Regions from separate parts of the Mus musculus genome. Here region 1 is linked to region 2. A link is a contact called in public Hi-C data. All regions are on one chromosome and are shown on one strand. The core of a region is the stretch at or near the end of the contact, and the rest is flanking DNA. Distances in the headings are between cores, read along the strand shown. Region 1 has its middle 33 kb from the start of 2210417A02Rik. Region 2 has its middle 9.0 kb from the start of Gm46929.

The links. A called contact is a pair of places that touch in the nucleus more often than the background predicts.
Region 1: a contact with region 2 is called in a Hi-C map of uterus. The contact joins two enhancer-like sites. A contact is called at or near these places in 7 of 484 Hi-C or Micro-C datasets (CD4 T cells, the N1E-115 cell line, Sertoli cells and 4 more) and 7 of 115 datasets of contacts at active chromatin or transcription factors (a beta-TC-6 cell line, embryonic stem cells, heart atrium and 1 more).

Annotation. Positions count from the first base shown.
Region 1 is chr5:148,705,322-148,711,735 of GRCm38.p6, reverse strand. No RefSeq gene overlaps it. Among named protein-coding and RNA genes, the nearest start is that of 2210417A02Rik, 33 kb to the left of the region's middle. Within about 2 kb of position 3,460, at least 163 of the 459 cell types and tissues checked have an H3K27ac peak or open chromatin away from gene starts, as enhancers often do. A contact at or near this core is called in uterus, where this site is marked.
Region 2 is chr5:148,596,392-148,603,339 of GRCm38.p6, reverse strand. No RefSeq gene overlaps it. Among named protein-coding and RNA genes, the nearest start is that of Gm46929, 9.0 kb to the right of the region's middle. Within about 2 kb of position 4,804, at least 20 of the 459 cell types and tissues checked have an H3K27ac peak or open chromatin away from gene starts, as enhancers often do. A contact at or near this core is called in uterus, where this site is marked.

The DNA.
Region 1 (6,414 bases), core at 2,211-4,710, 110 kb before region 2:
CCGCCTCTGGAATAGCAGTCATTGCTCTTAACCGCTGAGTCATCTCTCCAGACCTGAGATACTGTCTTAAAGAGCAATGACACATTTGAACAGAAAGTTGTCACAAGTAGTTTATAGGCTCAAGTATTGACTGACCCTTGGCAGAGAATCGGTTCAGAACCCAGTATGTGGGAACTTATTAAAACTTCGCTGTCTCTTCCCCAAATAGCTTCCTCTTTAAAAAATGCCATACTCCTCTTAGAATGGGGTTTACCTAGCAACCAACTTATCCTGTAGTTGACACATATGTTTCTTTTAAAGATCCCTTTAATTTTATGTGTATTAGTGTTTGCCTGAATGTATGTATATGTACCGTGAATGTGCAGTACCAGTAGAGGCCAGAAGGCATCATATCCCCTGTAACTATGAGCTACCATGTGGATGCTAGGAAGCAAGTTTGAGTCCCCTGCAAGAGCAGCCAAGTGCTCTTAACCTCTGAGCCACCCCTCTAGCGTTAATAGATTTGTTTAGTATCTTTCTATCATATGAGACCTCCTTCACAACAAATGCTATTGGGCAACTACTAGAAGCCTCATTACCTTGATTTAGGATTTCCTTGGCAGCAACATCTAGTAATGTTGTTGTTGTTGTTGTTGTTGGTGGTGGTGGTGGTGGTGGTGGTAGTGGGATGTTTTGTGTGTGTGTGTAGGTGTATGTCTCCAAATCTATGTTTTCCTCACAGCTCTGTGTGTTCAATGCTTTTCTCTTTTCTGTTTCTAAAGTGATGTGCAGATTGCAGATTCAGGAGCCATGAAGCTTGTCCATGGGCATTCAAAGTCACTGGTGGGCAAACCTACAGGAGAACCCCCAAGCAGAACTAGTGACCATGGTCTGTGTTGGAGGGAGGGATAGGTTTGGCTTTTATTGGGGTCCTGAGCTTCTGTTGTTCATGAAATGCATCTCTCCTCTTAAAGGGGACAGGGGAAGTTTATTCCTGAGATAAATATTCATGGCAGAGGCCTAGGGGCAGGGATTAGGGTTACCCCAAATTCAATGTTACAACATGGAAATAATTTCATCGAGCTGTCATAATCCCCGAATAAAAGAAAGTCATACATAAATCAAGGCATTCCCCAGATCTATTCATGGGAACATCAGGTAGGTGGGTTAGAACAAAAGGAAAGAAACCTGCTATGGATGTCTGATGTGGTCCCATGACATTCTTCACTTTGGATTTGTGGAAGCAAAGATCTTGTCTTAATTCACTTTCCATTGGCATCCAAAGCAACCTGTGAGAGTTTATTTCAGCTCACAGCTCATCGTCCATCCCTGAGGGAAGTCAGGGCAAGAATTCTGGCAGGAACCTGGAGGCAGGGACTGAAGCAGAGGCCACCGAGGAGCGCTGCTTACTGCCTGGCTTCCCTTGAACTGATTTCTCAGCTAACTTTTTTATATTGCCCAGGACCACCTGTCTCAGGGCTGCAGTAGGCTAGACCCTTCCACATCAATGGCTAAGCAAATGTCCCCAGACTTTCCTACAGGCCAGCCTGATAGTGTCAAGTTGACAAAGACCTAAATAATGCAATCTAAAAACCTGCGCCTGAGGGTCACACGGTGTCAGGTTGGACACAGAGAACAGCTATGAAGAGGAGTTTTCGGTGTAAGATAACTTGGACTCTGAATCTATAACATTTCTACTCTGAACCACTGGGAAGTTCTAATCAGCCAATCTCCTTGCAGAATCTTTATCACGAGTATGGATTTTTTTCCCTTGCAACTTTGCTTCCTGCTCTGACTTTTCAGAGGGCATAATACAAGCACTTAGCAACCCACTGTAAGGTCTTAGCTAAGCACACTCGAGATCCAGATGGGATCGGTAGGGGTTCAGGACTGAGGGGTGGGGAGACCTGGGATTCTTAGAACTCGATGAGATTGGAAGAGGCCTGGGAGACGCCATGCATGCTGGCCAGGTGTCTCTCCTAATGAGACCAAAACTCAAAGGCTCAGAGAAGTCACCCCAATACTTACTCTCTATCTCTGGAGTTGGAGATGAATCATCTGTCCTTCCATTTTTAAAATAACTGTGTGAGTAATAGTGCTAATATTTTCCATTTTAAGAGAAACCCAGAAAGTGAAAGGAGATTGTTTTCCTTAAGCAATGCAGATGCCAATGTAATAAAACCCTTCGAGTACTTGTGTGTGCGTACAGCAGGTAAAGCATGTCACAGTGGGTTCACCCTGGTCACATGGAAGGACACCGGACTTTCTGACCAGGGTCATCTAAGTATCTGGGAGAAAGACAGGGGTTTAACCTTCCCTAAACTACTGAATGCCACTGTAATAATTGGTTGCCAGGGCACTGGAAACCTTCGGGATGGGTGGCTCCACGGAGCCTGCATCTGCTGGCTGCCCTTCTGTCGGATGCAGGAGGCGGACGTGGGGGAACCAGCTCTCTGTGGCTGCAGATCTGCACCCTGCCTTTCCTCCCCAGCTGCCAGTTTGAAGGGCATGTGGGCTGTGTGATCCCTTTGTTCCTTTGAAAGAGAAGAGAAATGTGCTCGGTGTAAAAATAGGGTTTAAAAGGCTTTAAAAACCAATCATGCCACATCAGGACGGGTGACAGAGGAGAGTGCTTCCTGTGGTGGCACCTGCAGAGACCCCTCCCCCACCCCAGGTATCTCTGCCCCGCCCTGCTTCTCCTCTGCACCTCGGATTGGGTGCTCCTGGGATTCCATCTACTGGAGCCACTTGCTTTTAGGGTTTAAAGAGAGTCAATTCACTCACTGGGGGCAGGAGACAAAGCTGGGCTTGGGGCTGGGGCTTCTCAGTCCTCTCTCTGGTCCCCTTATTTTTACTTAAGAGCGGCAGGCTTTTCCATTAAAGTTCCCAGATCTTCCTCCACAAGCCCTTTCTATATTTTTAGCACCACAGTCCCTCTTATCTGGATGTGGTAACCCCTTAAAGTCTTTGAGGGCCATCCAAAAAACATCCAGGGTATCTTGTTAAAGGACGAAGCGTCAAGAGCGACGTGCCTTTTACATACTGGACCTCACATCACCTTTTGCTAGTTTTAAGGACTTTATTTACTCTTTAAGGGCAAGAATCGGGCCCTAGGTCAGCTAAAGATGCACTCCATTAAAGATGCACAATTAATTCCGTGGCACTCTGTAGGGATCTCTGCACACGACCCTCCAGCATGGCTCCTTCCTTGCTGTGACAGCCTCAGTCAGGGGCTGAGGCTTGTAGCTCAGTCTGTAATCAGTTGTTCTTCACTGCTGGCCTTGAGGGGAAAAAAAGTCATTTGCTGTGCCCCGAAGGGAGTCTTTAGTGTAATTCCACATTCCTGGCTGGTACCCAGGGCCCCACACTAGCTGTCAGTCCCACCTAGCTCCCTCCTCACCATCCCCGTGTTACACCAGGGCCCCACTCAGGGCTTTGGCATCAGACCTTCATCCGAGCTTTCAATCTCAGCTCTGCCAGTGACTCTGGGTAAGCAATTAATGAGTCACTTTCCTCTGGAAAGTGGAGTTAGTGGCACTTCCTTTATTTGTACAGAGAAGGCTTTTGAGCATATGTGAGACTGTTCGGTGACTTGGAACAAGAGCTCTTCCCTTCTGAGCTCTCCTCTGTGATTTGTCAGAAAAATTACCATAACCAGCCCACAGTGCTGGGTGAGTGGTCTGACAGCTGTCTCCCTGGTGCAGCCCTCTGAGTAGCGCTAGTGAGGACCCTATGCTGACTGCAAAGATAGCCCACCCCCCACCCTACCCCCATAGCCCCCCTTTCCAGACACCCACCTCCATTACTCCCATCAGTCCCTGGGACTCCTGGGATGGCAGGGAGGCTAGGAACCACCCCACCCCACCCCACCCCCTTTGCCAGATCCTCTACCTTAAGAAAACATTACTGGGGTCCAGAGAGATGGCTCAGCAGTTAAGAGCACTCACTGCTCTCACAGAGGGTCTGAGTTCAGTTCCCAGTACTTGTATTAGATAACTCACAACCAACCATCTGTGATCCCCCCTACAAGGGATCCAACACCCTCTCCTGGCCTCTGTGGTCATACGTGTGTGAGCGTGCACACACACACTTTAAAATTTTTTACTTCACAAGAGATAAAAGCTGTCCACACACTTCAACTTTTCCTAGAGATCCGCTGAGCTCAGCTAAACCTCGCAGTTCTTAGGAAGTGGTGGAGCCAGTTCCACACAGGGACCCCAGCCAGCCAGCTTCCATCTACTCTATCTGTGCTCTTGACAGAGTGGCTCTGCCTTTGAGGATCCAGCTTCCTTATACAGAGATCCTAAATCGGGGTATTGACGCTCGCTCGTTTCTCTTGCCCACACATAGCATCAGCTTTAATGGCGTGTTTTCCGAAGACGCTGCGAGAAAGCCAGGGGCAGCTCCTGCTGTTGCCCTGCTGCCACCAGAACATCATCATGGTACACAGATGCTCTGAGGGTCTTGTCAGAAGAAGCCTGTATCCTAGGAATAATTAAATTTTGCTGCAGAGGAATGAACGGGTTGTGTGTCCTTCATTCCGCTATTCGGTCATTGACACTAAGATTCGCCCTGTGCCTTGCAACGGGATTGTGGAGGAGACAGGAGCCCACAGGCTGATAATGCACATGGGATCCAGAAGAAGCAGACGGAAAGACTCTGTGTTCAGGGGGTGTCGGGGAAGCAGGACACGTTTACAAGAATGCCGTTCTCTTTCACCTCGGCCTTCTTGCTGTCTGGGTTTATGTTTAGTCTCCACAGCAGCCTGACTGTCTAGGGCAGACTCACAGCATATCTGATGTTTCCGTCAACAGCTGATGATCCGTGTGATCTCCATCCTATAAGGTTTAAGGGATTCTGGGAAATTCCTGGTGTGATGCCACAGACATCATAAGGTCACAAGACGGTGTGTGTTAATGGGTTGCTGGCATCCACCCGCCGGCTACACTGCCAGATGTATCTGAGCCTAGGACATATAATTATGTCCAGTACACAATATTGACAGCGCTGGTAAATAGCTAGACTGCTAGTTTATGCATCTTCCATGCTTTCCTTCCATTCTTTCAGAGTGTGTGTCTACTTATTAAAAGCAGTTTACTGTAAATGATCGACCGGCATTAAACTCCACCCCGAGATCTACCAGCATCTGGTGTTTACTGTCTCTTGACCACATGGGATAATTCGCCTGGACACTCAGGCTGGCCCAGCAGTGAGCTGTCTTCTCAGGTTAAGTAGCACAGGATTGAGGCTGCCTGGAGCTTTACCCCTCCTAACACCCAGTCCCTGGAGTCAGGTCAGTCTGACCTCACCCCTTGGATCTAGGCTATGGCTAAGTGACTCAGGCCAGATAAGAGTTCTGTCTGCCTGGCCACCGGGCCACCTGGATTGATATAGAGATAGAGTTTGCCAGGTAAGATGCAGGCTATTTTATTTTTTAAAGATTTATTTATTTATTTTATGTATGTGAGTGCACTGTAGCTATCTTCAGACACTCCAGAAGAGGGCTTCAGATCCCATTACGGATGGTTGTGAGCTCCCATGTGGTTGCTGAGAATTGAACTCAGGACCTCTGGAAAAACAGTCAGCGCTCTTAACCACTAAGCTATCTCTACAGCCTGATGCAGGCTACTTCTAAAAGCCCAATTAAAAATTTGAATTCAGGCAAACAAATCGTTCCTTCTACATGCCAGATATTTCATGAGACACTGCTAAGAAATTATTTGTTGTTCATTGTGAAATTCAAAAATATTTTTATTCGATATTATAAAAATAATCTTTATAATACTCAGGAATTTCAAGGTTAATGTGACATTGTTATGGTTTGGACGCATCTGAACCCTTGGTTCTGGATCCGTGGCGTGCTGTTTTGGATGACGGTGAAAACCTGAGAGGTGGGACCTGGCTGGAGGAGCTAAGTCCCTGGGGAGCGAGTCTAGGTGGAATATTATCTCTGGCTGTCAACTCTCTCTGTGCTTCCTGGCCTTCTGCAACGTATGCTGTGTTCTGCCACAGACCCCTGCTACCACACGGCTCTGCCTGCTCCAGCACACTTGACTCCTCTGAAGAAGCAGGTCGAAATAACACCCCCCGCCCCCCTTGTTTCTGTCTTGCATTTTATCGGTGACCAGTAGACCAAGCAGACTTTTCAATTTTGTTTTGCTGACTCTGGCAATTCTATTTAATAGTCTAGTGGAAACCTCATCTCCTCTAATCAGATGTTTTTGGAATTATGGATTAAAGTCAGCTCTGGGAAGCTGTCTTGAGGAAAGAGTTAGCTGTCAGGCCCACTGGAGAGATGGGAAGAAATTTCTCACTCTTCCAGAGACTCCAGATCCAGCTGTTCAGATGCAGCTGTTCTGATGGGCCCTGGACCTGTCCAACAAAGCAAGTCACTTGCAACTGAAAAACCTTTTCCAGGACCCCTCTCCCCCTCCC
Region 2 (6,948 bases), core at 3,555-6,054:
AGCCAAAAATAAACTCCTTCTGTTGGTATCATTGGTAGAGCAACGCAAATGTAACTAAAAGAGGTGTTAAGAGAAGCCTTGTGCAGAACAGTCTGGGTGGAAATGAGTACAACCGTTCCAGAAAACAGCATGGAAGCTCCTCAATGAGTCAAAAACTGAGCCACCCCCTCTATGAGCTAGCAACCTTGCTTGCAGTGTGTAGCCCAAGGATATAAAGACAGTCTGAGGCAGAATATCTGCATTCCCAAGTGTACTGCAGGACCACTCATACTAGTCAATGGTGGGATCTGCCTGAGTGTCTCCTCACAGATAAATGGGTGGAGAAAATGGAGCGTGTGCACAATAGAATAGTAGTCAGCCATTAAAAAGAAGTAAGTCCTGGCACTCGGGAGGCAGAGGCAAGTGGATTTCTGAGTTCGAGGCCAGCCTGGTCTCCAAAGTGAGTTCCAGGACAGCCAGGGCTATAAAGAGAAACCCTGTCTCGAAACAAACAAAAAACAAACAAACAAACAAAAGTAAGTCTTGTCCTTTGCACAGATGGACCTTAAAGGAAGAGAAATAAGCAAAGGCCTCTGGGAAAGCTACTGAGGACACATGTGGCATCTTCCCAGGCCAGGGGCATGATCTGAAAAATCTGCCCACAGAACAGACTGTGAAAGTTTGATACAAAGTTCTCTCCAAGTATGAACAACCGGCCCTTTCTCAGAAATTGTCTGCCTTGTCTGATAATCCAGTCTCAGTTTGACAACTCCTTGGTTGTTCTTCAATAAAGTTAAGCAAGCTTTTATTATTTATTTATTTATTTATTTATTTATTTATTTATTTAAAGAGTGTGTGTGTGTGTGTGTATGTGTGTGTGTGTGTGTGTGTACCTCTGCTTGTCTCTATATTCACCACATGTGTGCAGTGCTTGAGGAAGCCAGAAGAGGGCGCAAGAACCCCTGGGACTGGTGTGACAAGCAGCTATCAGCTGCCAGTGGTGCTAGGAATGCCCTTAACCACGGAGTCATCTCCCCAGACACTATTTGTTTTAAATTGACAACAGCTGCATATGGAATCTTTAAACTCTGTTATAAAGTCCTGGGTGAGGTGGGAGTCAAAAGACAAAACTTAAGGAGGAAAAGTTCCAGGATCTACTGAGTGACATGATAACTGTTGCCATGACATGTATTCCTGAAAGTTGGTCAAAGAGTATATTCTGCATTTTTACTCTTAAATAAAAAGTAGTACATGAGACAACTGTCTTTCTTTTGGCCATTCTATAATGTCTATATATGTCAGAACAATATATTATATGTGATAAGTATGTGCAATTGTTCTCAATTTAAAATAATTGTCTTTGTCTAGAGCTGGCTCACAGAACCACACTGGAATTTGATTCCATCTGTGCAAGCATGCTGAAATTAGCGAGAGTTTTGTGCAACTCTGTTCAAGATACCATGGAAAATTGCTCAATTTTTGTTTCTAGTTATTAGATTTTTTTCCCCCAGCTATTAAAACTATCCAAGAATCGCTGTTTACTGATTAAAGCCATAATTTCATATTGAGAACATCTTGTATATTCACATTAATGTGAAGCCTTGTTTCTGTTCATTGAGCTTCCCAAGTGCACCTGCCATGTGCTTTACCAGCAGAAGGAGAGAGTGAGGCACACACTACATGCTTTTCAAAACAACACAGTTCATTGGGCATTTCTTTACCATTGACCCTGACCTGAGGTCATCGAGGGGCATCATGACATCCAAGCTGTACACTGAAGTATTTGAAACAAGTGTCACATGTTGTCAGCCAAGTATCAGGGAAGGATGAGATGCAATGTATGGAGAGCTGTGGAGTAGGATCAATAGCTCTATGGCACTGTTCTCCTCTGGATAAACAACATTCTGTACACTGACAGAAACTAACTGCTACACTGTTATAAATCTCACAGCTAACATTAAGGCATATTAGAAGCTGGACATGGTCACACACACACACACACACACACACACACACACACACACACACTGTAATCGCAGCACTTCGGGAGCTGAGGTAGAAGGATCTTGAATTGGAGGCCAGCCTTAGCTACATGAGATCCTCCATTCTGCCCCACCCCACCCCCTGGGGACGGGAAAACTAAACTCAAGAAGAGGAAGAGAAGGAAGAGGAGGAGGAGGAGGAGGGAGAGGAGGAAGGAGAAGGGGAGGGGAGCAACTCTCCAAACCTCACTCTTGCAGTGTTCTTCGGAGCTTTAATTATGTGACTATGATGGATTGTGTCACTACCATGTGATCAACTTGACCTCTAGCCCTCTCTCGGGCCAGAAATCAGATGTTAAGGAAGGAAGCTAAAAGTACTAGCCTTCTTTTAAAAAGAAAAGAAAAGAAAAGAAAAGAAAAGAAGGAAGGAAAGAGAGAGAGCGAGAAAGGAAGGAAGGATTGATTGATTGAATGATTTTATGTATATGAGCAGAAGAGGATATCGGATCCAAATACAGACTGTTGTGAGGGGAATTGAACTCATGAGCTCTAGAAGAACCACCAGTGCTCTTAACTGTTGAGCCATCTCTCTAGTCCCAAGTTACAGTCTTCATCTCAGCAGGGTTGGTTTCCCTGGCAACCAGCTGTTCAGGAGTTCTGGTACCCAGTCATGACCAAGTGTACAAATGGCACTTACCCCTTTGTAATTTCCAGGACTTTGGGGATTTTTATACCATGAAACAGGACAAAGCATAAACATATGTGTGTGTGTGTGTGTGTGTGTGTGTGTGTGTGTGTGTGTGTGTGTGTGTGTCTATATATGAAGCAGAGCAGAGGCTCTCATGTAGTTCAATCTGGCCTCCAACTTTTTCTTCCAGCCCAGTGGAGGAAGCAGTGATTTACTGGCATCTAGTAAAATCTATAATATTTGGAAGGGAAGGAGCTGCCCCGCCATGTGGCTCACATGGCCTGATGCAACTGTTCCAGCAAATCCAGGTCAAAGTGTCTTTGACCCTGGAAGTTCATGATACTCGCAGGGGACTGTGATCACTATAAAGAGACCTGAAGTCTAAAAAGGTCTCTGTGACAGACACTTCCAGTCCACTCACTAGGGGATCTGACAGCCAAGTCCGTTTCTTTACAAGGATTCCTCCAAGGCTTCTCATCGAAATCACATCTCCTAAACGGTACATGGAGACCTTGCACCTGGAATGTCCCAAGGAAACAGGGATCAAGGCCCAAGGAGTTCCAGAACAATTAAAGGTGGCCCTGATCCCTGTTTCCACTCCTTTGGTCCAGATTCAGCAGCAGTAACACTGGGTCAGGGTTTTGTGACTTGTGGTACACATTCAATCAACCCTTACTGAGGACTAATAGACACCAGGTCAGCTCATATGTCCTCTCTTACTTTATCCCAGCAATATCTCAAAGAATGTTATCCACTTTTAAGGATGGAAATTAAGAAGGGTCAAAATGCCTGTCTAGTCTCAAACTACTTGCAGGCAGCTGAACTGACATGCCATTGTTCTGAGACTGCACCCTTGATCACTTATCTGTGACACGCTAAGGGATCTTCGATGTGTTATCAATAATCTAACTCTGATGCTAAAGGGCTCAGGACAGCCTGACAGAGGAAGGAGACAGTGCAACCACTTCACAGAAAGCTCAATCAGAAATGCAGCTGATAATCTCCTCCAGCGTAGCCAGCCAGCACACACTGTCCTCCTTATGGTCCACAGCCCATAGGACATCTCTGATACACTTTAGCTTCAGGATAAGCATACAGTGGTTATGCGACCAGCTTGGCAGAAATGAAAATAATAAATGAGGCATTTGTGTCTCTCCATCTGACTGTCAGACCGTTTGAAACAGTGGACCTCAGAGAAATAAGAATTTTCCCAGGAATTTCTTTCTTTCTTCCCCACCTTTCTTTGGTGTTTTGTTTTGTTAGGTTTTTGTTTGGTTTTGGTTTTTTGGCACAGGGTTTTTCTGTGTAGCCCCAGCTGTCCTGGAGCTTACTTCGTAGACCAGGCTGGCCTTGAACTCAGAGATGTGCCTGCCTCTGCATCCCAGATGGTGATCCCTCACCACCAACTGGCTTTACCCAGGAGCTTGATGCTGAGACAAACAAAAGACAGCCAGAAGGGGAACTTAGCTCCTGGAAAAAAATTGCACAGGGTCCTAACAATTTCTCAGATCACCTTACAGGGTGAGCCAAGAATGGCCGGAACCACAGCTTGAAGATGGCTGCTTAGATGTGTGTATTCAGAACCCTGAAGACAGTCATGGGGCTGATCACTGGGTCTCTTTTGCTTTCTTCCCGATGTGGCCACATTGAGTACATGTCCCTCATTTCCTTTCTACTATTAATTTGCCTCTTTAATAGGCTTATTGAGGATGGATGGCCAGACCTGGCTTGGGGTGCAGGTTTTGATCTCCCCAAGTTTGATAACAGCTATATTCACAAAGTTTCCCCGGAGTTACTCCGAAATTTTCTTGTATGTGTAAACGCCTTTGAACATCACGGTGAAGTTGTAATGTTGAAGGGTTAGAATCAAATCATTCGAAACAGTTCTCATAGAGAGGTGTAGTATTACAGTATTATAGTATTAAGTTGAAAGATATTATTCTCTAATAGATTCCTGAACAAATAGAAAAATACATGCACACATTCATATACATACATGCCTGATCTCTCCCTGTCCGAGGCAGCTTTGCATGATAACCAAAGCCAGCTTGCTAGCGTATGGCCTGAACTCCCCCAAGCTCCAGTGTTTCCTTCTCAGTTCTGTCACATCTGGCAACCAGATGACAGGACTTTCCAGTTTCGTTCAAGTATGCGTTAGGTAGATGATTAACCAGTTAACGAAGCCACTCGGCCCTGACAACACTTCCGTCCCCGCTATGCAGTCAGGCTTGACGGCTCCTGAAATGTATCCAAAGATGCTGAGAACTGCTTTTGTCAAATCTCATGGACTCCAGCAGGCCTTGTGTCCTCAAGTTCAGCTCAGTGGTCAAGAGATAGAATTATTAATGAAATCTGGAGTCAACGCAGACGTTGATCGTCCTTAACCAATAGGCAGTGCTCCGTAAGATGTGACAAAAGACATTTCTCTCATCAGGATGAAGGGGAAGTGTTTGGTGATTCTTTTTTAACATATGTGTGTCATATTTGTAATCAAATATAGCAACTTCATTATGTTTAACCCATAAATATTTAAACAAAAATGCCTTAATTAGGCTACAAATTACGGGTGATATGCTACCCATATTACCAGCCTTTTAAAGTGCTAAGTAGATTGTCATAGGAACTCCTAGCAGAATTCATGAAGAAAAAGATAAAATGCATTCTTTTAACCATAGATGTAATCAGTGAATTAATCCTGTGACTGCATTTCTTTACCTTTGCTCGTCCGCAGTAACCACACAGAGAAACCAGCCCACACTTCAGTAGCTGAGCCATTAAATGACCTGTCTGAACCCTCTATGCAAATCTGGCTACCTCCCAGCCATGATCCCAATTAATACTTGCACTTTAATGTTGTTCTAGCTCTGTCTGCCTTAGATGTTTCTTCCCATGGTGTCTTCCCAGACCCTCTCCTCATGGCTTCCCTGGAACTCCCTTTCTGTCTCTGCTTCCACTGGCTGGTGGAAATTTCCACCCTAGTCTCTCTTCTGTCCAACCACTGGGTGACCAGCATTTATTAACGAGGCAGAAAATAAATAGTAAGAATTGCTTACACAAATTTAAGACAAGAGATTCTAGACATGAAGACTACAATGCCATGTCCTGATTGGAACAAGATATGAGGGCAGAGAAATCAGCCTTTGAATAACACGAGAATAACCTTTAGACTGTGCACAAAAGCATTATGCCCACAGATGAAGCCAATGGTCTATATAGGGCTGTGACTATTAATCTACACAGAGCAAAGCAACTCAAATTCATTTAGGAAGTCAAACAGAGCTGAAGAGATGGCTCAGCAGTTGAGAGTGCTTACTGCTCTTGCAGAGGACCTGGGTATAGCTCCCAACACCTGAAGCTTACAACTGCCTGTAACTGTCATTTCCAGGGTACCTGATGGCTCCTGGCTTCTTTGGACATCTGCATACATATAGTGCTCATAAATATATGTAGGCACACACATATACGTATGTCTTTAAACAAAAGAAGAAGAAGAAGAAGAAAAATCTTATAATTTTCTCTTTCAAGTTTAGATAAAAAATAATATATACAATATCAGCAGTAGATTGTTCATGGAGTTTGCCATTTACATACTGTAGCTGATATTATTTAAACCTTTTTACAAATGCAGTCCAAAGCTGTTACCTTAGCTCCGTGGTGCTGATGCTGCATCCCTTTAATACAGTTCCTCATGCTGTGGTGACCCCCAAGCATAAAATTACTTTGTTGCCACCTCCGAACTGTATGTTGCTACTGTTCTGAGTCATAATGTAAATATCTGATATGCAGGATATCTGACATGTGACCCCTGTGGGGGTCATGACCCACAGGTTAAGAAATACTGCCTTACACTAAAACCTCTTGGTTTTCCTCACTGATAAACGCAGATTTTTAAGCGTGTCTTCAATGCAGCCAAGCCACAGTGTATCTGTGATGTACCTAGGGAGTAAGAATGGCCGATAAGGGATTTAAAGGAACTCTCAGCATCGATGATAACCGTAGGCCGTACAGAGAAGAAATGATTTAACCATGAGTAGATCTCACATTTGTGATTAAAAAATGAGCAGGAAGTGGGCGAAATTGACATAATCTGATAAGAAACCAGGGAAGTTGTTGAATCTCGTGTTGTCACTGAGGACACTGCGGTTCAGAGCCAGAGGAAACATCGTGTCGTCTGCCAGGTCTGAAGTCATAAGTAGCACTGGCCCCAACAGCAGACAATGGACAAGGAGCCTGGCTAGGCCTTCCGTAAGCCGTGTTTGGCAAATGGAGATATTCTGACAGGCTGCTTCCACAGTTGTG